Linked DNA regions of Mus musculus: all the other regions are linked to region 3. The links are chromatin contacts, called in public HiChIP or PLAC-seq and promoter capture Hi-C maps. All regions are on one chromosome and are shown on one strand. The core of a region is the stretch at or near the end of the contact, and the rest is flanking DNA. Distances in the headings are between cores, read along the strand shown.

What was found. Promoter capture Hi-C pulls out the DNA fragments that hold promoters and counts their contacts. HiChIP or PLAC-seq counts read pairs in DNA pulled down with a chosen protein or histone mark.
Region 1: a promoter capture Hi-C map of macrophages shows a contact between it and region 3, with 10 read pairs. The contact joins the promoter of P2ry14 here to the promoter of P2ry12 in region 3. A contact is called at or near these places in 6 of 39 promoter capture datasets (the HPC-7 cell line, embryonic stem cells, epiblast stem cells and 3 more), 9 of 484 Hi-C or Micro-C datasets (CD4 T cells, LSK cells, bone marrow-derived macrophages and 5 more), 8 of 115 datasets of contacts at active chromatin or transcription factors (CD8 T cells, the HPC-7 cell line, bone marrow-derived macrophages and 4 more) and 3 of 9 other capture datasets (adipose tissue, liver and pancreatic islet).
Region 2: a contact with region 3 is called in a CTCF HiChIP or PLAC-seq map of CD8 T cells, with 9 read pairs. The contact joins the enhancer-like site here to the promoter of P2ry12 in region 3. A contact is called at or near these places in 7 of 39 promoter capture datasets (the 3T3-L1 cell line, the C10 cell line, the HPC-7 cell line and 4 more), 1 of 15 datasets of contacts at CTCF or cohesin (CD8 T cells), 5 of 484 Hi-C or Micro-C datasets (CD8 T cells, LSK cells, common lymphoid progenitors and 2 more), 2 of 115 datasets of contacts at active chromatin or transcription factors (CD8 T cells and effector CD8 T cells) and 4 of 9 other capture datasets (adipose tissue, liver, macrophages and 1 more).

Annotation. Positions count from the first base shown.
Region 1 is chr3:59,129,090-59,132,025 of GRCm38.p6, forward strand. It overlaps P2ry14 (purinergic receptor P2Y, G-protein coupled, 14), which reads right to left and starts at 1,673. Exons shown (of 2, transcript NM_001287124.1): 1 at 1,405-1,673. The coding sequence starts at 1,407. All of the region lies in intron 15 of Med12l (mediator complex subunit 12-like), which reads left to right.
Region 2 is chr3:59,079,329-59,082,161 of GRCm38.p6, forward strand. All of the region lies in intron 10 of Med12l (mediator complex subunit 12-like), which reads left to right. Among named protein-coding and RNA genes, the nearest start is that of Gpr171, 21 kb to the right of the region's middle. Within about 2 kb of position 1,408, at least 83 of the 459 cell types and tissues checked have an H3K27ac peak or open chromatin away from gene starts, as enhancers often do. A contact at or near this core is called in CD8 T cells, the HPC-7 cell line, LSK cells and 1 more, where this site is marked.
Region 3 is chr3:59,261,418-59,264,708 of GRCm38.p6, forward strand. P2ry12 (purinergic receptor P2Y, G-protein coupled 12) reads right to left here and starts at 1,568. Exons shown (of 5, transcript NM_001357008.1): 1 at 1,357-1,568. Med12l (mediator complex subunit 12-like) reads left to right here. Exons shown (of 44, transcript NM_177855.3): 33 at 457-566; 34 at 793-928; 35 at 1,708-1,869.

The sequences.
Region 1 (2,936 bases), core at 423-2,922, 130 kb before region 3:
TCTCCTGAGTCTCACATATGACTGTAACTTTCTCAGTTTTGGATTACAGGTTGAGTAATTTTGTGCTGATTTCGCTCTGGCAGTACTGCCTCTCATTTACTGAGTTACTAGTGCAGAGGATGGGAAAAGAAGTAAATTTTTATTGAACAGCTGCTATGGGCAAGATATATAAGCCTTAGGGGTTTTTTTTTTTTTTAATTGTTGATATCTATTTGCTTAAATAGGTACTAGGACAGAGGTGAAGCGGGTTAAAAAGTTAAAAACCCAAACAAATAATGTTATTCAGGATCTCAGCATATCAAGATTTAGCTGTCTATCTGCAAGCTTGCTTCGCCCCCCCCCCCCTTTTTGGGACTCCAATAATATTAACTATTTTCTATAACTCGATTACTGCCCTTATTATGTAAACATCCAGCTAAAGGGCTAGCCAGTTCTGCACAGTCTTGCATTTCTCTCCTATTCATGCATAAATTACATTTTTTATTAGTCATAGTCATTGTATGCTAGAGACAAGGAAATAGATTGGGAGCCGGATGGTTTCTCTGAGTACTAGTCTTGCCCTTTAATTAGACAAGTCACCTTGACTCTGAAACTTGCTAAACTCAGTTTCAGATTGGTAAGACAGAGACATACAGAGATTTTTTTTTCCAGTGTCCCCTGCCTATTCGGAACACCCAGTGACCTGACGATCTGACAGCATGTGTTCCAAGTCTTAAAGGTGGAGGACAGTAACCTATGAGCTCAGTGCATGGACCTGTTAACTAGAAATCCTCCCTGTCATATAAAATCATGACATGCTGTCACAGTGTCTCTTGGCTCTTGTGCACATGACATGAGCTAAAGGCAGAGAAGGGTCTTCTTTATTTTTAGGAAGAGTGGTCATAGGTATTTTATACCCCAACCCATAACAATTTCTTGTGATTAGCTAATATTTTAAAGTTGTCAGGATATAGTAAATACTGAATTTACTTCTTTTAAACTTCCTTCAGCATGAGGGCACGCTGTGGTTGAGTCTCAAAACCTCTCCCTACAGTTGCAAGTTTACAAATTTTCCATCAAATGAGGTTTTTTTTTTTAACCTATCAATCTTTAGGTGGTTGAATAAATAAACTAGAGCTTACCATAAGTATATTTTAGGTTACAAAAATGTTAGTCAGGCTTCATTTAAGTTACTTTACAATTTACAGAAAAGTAGACTATAGATGGAACTTTGTAAGTATCTTCTTCATCCTCGCCACTCGTGAATTGAAACTAAAACCACTCTTTACGTATTTTTTTTTAAGCCTTAGAGGAAGAAATCAGAACTTAAGGATCAAGGAAATGAAAATATAAACCCTAAGACACAAGCACCAGGAGGCCACTCTGATTCCTCTTTCTCTCTTTTGAAATTAGAGTGTGACTTACCATTGCGTCCCCGTCCCCATCCGTAGCCCAGGCATCAGTGTGTCTGGAGGACAGCAGGGACTCCCTTACATGAACTCCTTCACGTCTGGCTTCAGCTCTGCTGGGGTGGCGGCCTTCATGCTCTGTATTTGTTTTCTTTCCTAAGCATTTTAGTTATTGAGCTGCCTTTGCTCCGAGGGTTGCGTCATAACCCAGCTGCACTTGTCCCCTTCACAGGATCAGATAACTCCTTTTAACCCCATCTCTGCTACTGCACACTGCTATTCTGCATCAGCCTGAGAGCTTGCTTAAAAGAGGAACTCCCAATTCCTAGTCCGTGAGCCCACAGAAGAAAATCATGCTTCATTACCTTGCTGAACGTAGGGAAAGTCCAGTCTCACCTATAAATCCAGTGTTCCATTCATCACATAGGAACAATTTCGGAGACTCAAAGTGCAGAAAGCCATCTTACTTTGGGATTACCTGTAGTCTTTGACTCTACCCTGAACTGGATGGAATTTTCCTACTTACCAATTCTTCTGGCCTCCACAGTCCCTGTAGGTAAGATTGGTTCAGCGACTTAGTATAACATCTGACTGGTACTGAGGGAAATGTACTTTGCTTTTTAGCTTGGGCTGTTCATGTTGACAAGCGGGAAGTGCTGCATTAGGGCTCAAACCAAAACATTTAAAGTACCCTCTGAAATGTTGATGGCTCGCCAAATTCCTGAGCATCCAGCAGTACAGATTTCCACCAGCTTTTGGAGGCCGGCTCTAGTTTGTGCTTATATAAGTTGGAGCTGATGTAGATTTGCTAAGGGTTACAGATTGTCAAGGCCTGATCAAGGGTAAACAGCATGAAGGGGTGTGTGAAGAGGGAGAGGAACCCAGCCGGCAGGAGGATGGATTGTTCCCATGTCTAGCCATGACCTTTTGTGTGAAGCTGTAGTAATAATAGCTACAGTGTTCTCTGTTTGGATTCATTTTAAAGTTTTGATTCACATGGTTTTAACTAGCTAAGGTTCCCCCACTCCCCTTTGCTTTATTTTTTCTGGAAAACTGAACATTTATCTGAGAGTAAAGCACACCTGTGTGGGTGTCCACAGGAGCCTTGCCCTGTACTGGCAATGCAGCAACAGATGAGCAGAGAGTGGTTCAAAAGATGCCAGCCCCCTCTTTGGGACACACATGCCCTGTCCTTGTGGGATGCTAATTGTGCCCAGTCTGCACCATCCTTTAGTGGTGCGTAGGGACTTCCGACCTTTCTCCAGTTTATCAGCACAACTCCGGTCTGATTTTGGATAGCACTATTTCCATGTTGGTTTGCTAACTGACCTGTTTCTGAGTATTTAACAAATTGTTCCCATGGATTTTTTTTTTTTTTTTTTTTTTTGCTCTCCAGTTGTACTCTGGATTAACACAATACCACACCATCTCTCTGTACCATTATGCCGAGGTTCCTCCATGTGCTTAAGCCAACTTTGAATGCTTCCACCCAGCACTGGACCTGGAGCATTTTCTCTGGTCTTTCTTAGATTTCTCTCTCTTTTTTTT
Region 2 (2,833 bases), core at 158-2,657, 180 kb before region 3:
TGTGAGGGTGTAGGGGATATTCGTACTCAGACCCCAATGCTACCTGTCTGACTGTATTTGATCTGAGAAAGCAGGGTAGAATTTGAGCCACATCTTAAGGAAGGCATTCTCTGCTATGCATGTGTCATGGTATTCGCCACTAGAGGGCAGTATGGGCTTTAGACCAAGTCCTGGATGATGTAGCAGTTTGGATGGGGATGCAAGAGAGGTTTAATGGTGATTTGAATATTGATTGCATTCTGGGAAGAGATGTGAGTGGCTTTGTGGTTAATGTGGTGCCTTTGAGTAAAACAAAGACAGTATTGTTAACTTTTAGTTCACGCTTCCTAACTTTTAATCTGGGAGGATATCTGTATGGACGGCCCCTTCTGTAACATTAAATATTTAAACATTAATGTTTAAATACTTAAAATGTTAAGTTTATAGCATTAACATCTTTAAAACGTGGCTTTAGTTTTTAATATGCATTTATATTAAGGCATGTATTTATGTATAAGTTTGCAAGTGACAGTTTTACTTGTCCATTTACAATTTTAAATAATGATAACAGACGGTTTTACTTGTCCACTGAACCAAAGAATCAACCTCCCCTCCCCTCCCCTTCCCTCCCCTCCCCTCTCCTCCCCTCCCCTTCCCCTCTCCTCCCCTCTTTTTCTGTTCCCTTTCTTTTTCCCTTCTTATTTGGAGATAAGGTCCTCTGTGGCTCAGGGAGACTTCTGAACTCCAAATCTTCCTGCCTTGCCTGCTTAGTGCTGAGATTGCTGGCGTGTGCCACCGTGCCTGGCTCAGGAGCCACTGTTTTCCTGAGCACTGAGTTACTTGTTATTCCTGGAATTCACATGTAAATATTGGATGGTAGCTGTGTGGCTTAGAGCAAGTTACTCACAGTTGTGTGCTCAGAGTTTTCGCATAGTTATACAACACTTGAGCATGAATATCCATTGAGATTATAAAACATAATAAGTATGTTCCAAAAATTGCTACTGTGGCCAGTAATAAAATAGCTTATATTTTATTGGAAGAACCAACATTATGTACCTGTTCTCTAGTAAGATGGAGATATATTGAGTGGTTGGTTAAGACTCAGATATGTATCTCCCATCTTTAAAATGTACCTCCTTTTTTTCTTGGGTCCTATAATTTGTCCAGGATTGATGTTGCATGCGTGGTGGGAGATAAAGTTAGCAACCTCTCTCTAGTCATGGTGGTTTGATGTTTGCTTTTACAAGGGGTGTTCTTTCTCATACCAGCTGGGGGGACCTCAGCCCCTCCTGTCTCTGTAGTCCTTGCAGACTGCTTTGTAATGGCTAAGAGGGAAATCTGATCCTTCACATCCTTGTAGGAGGTGGAGAGTCCTGATTTGCGTACAGCCTCAGCTTCAATAGTCAGCTAAAGTCCGTTAGAAATTGTAGAGTACAGGTGAGAACATTTGACACCAGGCTCTGCCTGTGGTGAGAGGAGCTGACCCTGCCCGTGCTGGGGGCACGCTTTCACTAATAGCTCATGGAATGTGAGCTGCTTTTACTCTTTCCCTGCTGGGGCGGTGTCAACTTGAGTGCTGCTGTAAAGAAGGTAGGGAATGCACCTTGTGTTTTAGTATTTTTTCCACTCTGTGTCTTATAAAAGGAAGAAATTCTCGCATTCAATTCAGAGCTCAGAGGCTGTCTGACAGTGGCCTCTGGGCCCAGCAGTCACCTGAGGGGAGTGAACCACGGAGCCCTCAGCTTCCCGGTACTGACTAGGCAGTTACTGGTGACCTCATCTCCAGGCCGCCAGGTGGGGAGGGCCCCACAGCTTTGCAGAGCTCTTGGACCACTTCCTTCCTCTTGGCCTCTCTGCTTTTGATCCTGCCTGGTGTGAGAGCAGAGGCTGCACTGCACGTTTGGGCGCTTCAGGAACGTGGAGAAGAGGGAAGACCCAAGGGTGGCAGGCAGGAAAAGCTGCTTTTCAATTCTCTTTCTGGGGCCCCTGTGAACAGACTTCTTTCCAAGTAATGAAACAGCCAGGCCAGATGCCCCAGCCAGAGCAGAGTGCTTCAGGACAGCACAGCATGGGTCGTTTTCTCAGTCTCTGCTCCTAGTATCACCATGAAACTCCAACCGCAAAACCTACATAGTGCTTGTTTATGATGGTTTCATACCAGTTTGTGCTCAAAGTTTAGAGTTCTTAGGTAACAGAAGTCTCAAGTTCAGCATGTCCTGTACTTACCTGAGTCCACCCGGTTTAGGCATTGTGCTTGATTACTGTCACCAGAAATAGGAGGGCTTTGTTTCTTTCTTGGCTGTGCTTGGGCACAGTTACCTTTCTCAGACGCCTGCTCTGTGATGTCAGGGGCTGTGCCTTATGCCTTCCATCACATCCTTAGTCCCTGGCCTCATGCCTGCCACATCATTCCAAGGATGTGGGTGTGTTTTCTTACTTTGGGCTTCTGAGCTCACTGAAAGGCTGCTGGTATGGTGACAGGGAGGAGGATATACCACTAGGATTTGTCTTGAAGGAGAGGGGTTCACGGATTCATGAAAGGTGTATTACAGTTGGTGTACAGTCAGACAAGAGAGGAAGGTATTTGCAAGTGGAGGCAGGGGCATGGCTGACAGGAAGCCCCTCAGCTGTGAAATCAGCAGGCTTTGAGGTACCTGTGGATAATTTGCTTACATTTATAAAAGGGCATGTCATTGCTAGATGACATAAGATGTTGTGAACCCATTATTAGTGCAGCATTAAGTATTCATAGTGCCTCTCATGTAACTAGGCACTTAATAGCAATAGCTACTTAATGTAAGGAAAACAAGTCCATATAAGTATAAGCCAAGGAGGTACCATCAAGTATGTC
Region 3 (3,291 bases), core at 318-2,817:
CAGGAGCTGGCAGACCTGTGGCAATACCTTCTCCTCCTCATTCCTTCCACGTTAAAGGGCATCTCCAGGGATATTATAGTGGCAGGCTCAGATGCAATAATAATCGAATATCACACAATTGCAGGTGATGAGACAGAGTTTTGATGCTATTCAGGTTTAACTGCAGTTATGTCTAAAACTAAGTACCATGAGAGACTGATGAGAAGAGAAAGGTAATTTTGTGACTGCCCACATTCAAGTGTTACACTTTCTGTTAAGTTTTGAATGCCTAGCCTCTGTGGAAAGAACCATAAACAGTGATAACCACATAGCTAGAAGAGACAGTTGTAGGATAATCCATAGTGTGGCTAGCAAGAACCAGTTCTTAACATCACTTCTGGTTTAACAAATCAACATTTGGGCACATATGGTAATAGGGGTAGCAATACAAAATCTTTATCATATTTTGTATGCTAGGTAGGAGGAATGTTTGACACGGTACAGCGGAGCACGCAGGGGACCACCGACTGGGCCCTCCTACTCCTCCAGATAATTACTTCGGGAACTGTTGACATGCACACTAACAAGTATGTTGGGTTTTTGTTTTGTTTTATTTTGTTTTTTATCATTTTATACCTTTTTTTTTCCCCTGCATGCATGCATGGTACAAGCTTTTGTCTACTGACAGGAAATTCTGCCACTTACTGATTTAGCTGTCATTAAAAACTTAGCACTTTCAGTAGAAATGCTTAGGCAATTCTGTGTGTCCGGGTTTTGTTTGTGAGAATAAAATGGGGTTTTCTTTCTTCTCAGTGAATTATTCACAACGGTTCTTGACATGCTGGGTGTTTTAATCAATGGAACCCTGGCTTCTGACCTATCAAGTGCTTCCCCCGGGGGATCAGAAGAGAACAAACGTGCATACATGAACTTAGTAAAGAAACTGAAAGTAAGCTTGTGATCAGCCTCTACTCTGAAATCATGTTGTTTATGGATTATTGTCTTAATTTCCTCCTCATTAATCTACATGTGTAGCTGATTCAGCAGATTGTGGTTATTTGTTATCTTACCTACTCTGTCAGTCCTTCAAAATTACAAGCATGATATTTGAACGATTTTTTTCTCTGAAAAGGTGTGCTCAAATAAAATGTGTTTTAATTTTTAAGGATTTTAAAAATGCATTATCAGATATCTAACCAAAACTCCAGTGTCAGATTTCCTTTGAACCCATGCTTGGATTTACACATGCAAGTGGGAAAAAAAAAAATGAGCTCTGCATTGAATTTGTAAATCCACTAACAGTCCTGGACATGAACGGCAAATAGACATTGCAAATACATAATCTGAAGACGTTACAGTAAAAAAGCTGATGGTTACCTTGCACTGTGACCCTGGATACGGGAAAGTGTCCGTGCGGCAGCTCCTGCTGTGTGACAGCAAATGACACTGGCGTTTTGTCATTTCAGCACTCTGATTTGTCATGGAGAACAAGACTGCCTTTGTGTGCACCCTGATTTTCTACTTGAATAGAAGAAATGAAACATTTCACCAGTCCAATTTGCAGCTGTTCCATAGACTGCGCTAAGGACTAAAGACATACTAGCCCTAAAAAAAAGGAAATGTGTCACTGGGGAACTTCCTTCTTGTTAGCTTTTGCTTCATTGTAAAGTCAGAATTTTTGCCTCACTTCTCTCTTGCTTTTACATTTTTCCCCCCTCTTTCTTCTAGAAAGAACTAGGAGACAAGAGGTCAGAAAGCATTGACAAAGTTCGACAGTTGCTGCCTTTGCCAAAGCAGACCTGCGATGTCATCACGTGTGAACCCATGGGTTCTTTGATCGATACAAAGGGAAACAAAATTGCTGGATTTGACTCTATTGATAAAAAACAGGCAAGAGTAAATGTTTTTTCCCACATATATAAATATATCTAGTTATAGAAGCCAAGTGACTTTTCTTAATTTTCAGTGGTATAATTTTTGTCATCAAAGCACAATAGCTATTGGCATTGCAAAAAGAAAAAGAAAAAAGCCATTATCTTCAAAGATCTCCCAATTAAAATGCTTATCTGGACTTCAGGGCATTTCTAGAATCTACCAAAAACTTAAGTAACAGCTTAGCATAAGAAATAAAAGTAAAATAAAATTATTATTTTACATCAGGATAGGAAACAAGCTATGTTTATATAAGAAAATGTGTGCTGATAAGAATTTTCATTTGCTGAGTAAGCAGTATTTAGTAAAACTTGTGTTACAACACTACGTAGTCTCTAAGAAGCAGTATTAGATGGGCATTTGCTTTCTATACAACGCTTTGGAAGGTTCTTTAAAATAACAGAAAGGCCAGCCTGAGTAGCCATTGGCACTGCAGCAATGGAGATGGTGGAGGGAATCCCTGCCCTTAGGGGGAAGTAGATGCACTTTTACATGCAACGGGACGTGCAGGTCAGGTCATGATGGCACCAACGGGGAACGGTTTAAGTCACACAGGCAGAGGTAGTCAGAACAGGGGTCCTACAATAGTGGACACACAGACCATCCTGACGGACTAAGTATACAGAAAAGTATAGGACAGGTGGGGAAAGTTTAAGGAAAGGCAAGAAAGGTGACTGTTAAGAGGAAAAACCATGCCACCAGAATTCAGAGTTAACTCAAATGCCATAGCAGTGTGGCCATGGGAGGGGAAAACCAGAAGTCACAATAAGGGTGACTTGGGCTTCTTTCAGAAGGCATCCAGGAGCCATTTAGATGTGAGTTCTACTCAGGAGAACGATTTCATCACATGGCAGACAGCAGTGGGTGGTGACATTACTGGTAGTGTCAGAAGAAGTCACACTTAAAGAGGAAGACAGACAAAAACAGATATGCTCACATGGGGGGCGGGGTACCTTGGCCGTTTTGAGGAGAAATGTCTTTAAATAGGTATACTTGCAAAATTACTAAGAAATGTTACCCATTAGTATTACAAATAAAAGCATGCTATTTTTCAGAAACAAAATTGAATTCCTTACCTGGATTCAGTAAAGATACCTTGGAATTGAAAGACTTAATTTGTGTTGTACCTGTTTCTGTAATTAATTTTCTCCCAAAAAATTTTATTCAGAGAAAGCCACATACATGTACATGAAATATATACTAAATTGAGTTCATACATCAGAGGCAGACTATATATTGACTTTTAAATCTTGTATAATACTAAAAATAATGGATTCCTGAGATGGTTCTAACAGCAACTTTACAGGATACTTGAGAGATTATATTTTCTACAACATACTTGAATGAGAATGTCATTTTATACTAAAATATTTTAGCTCA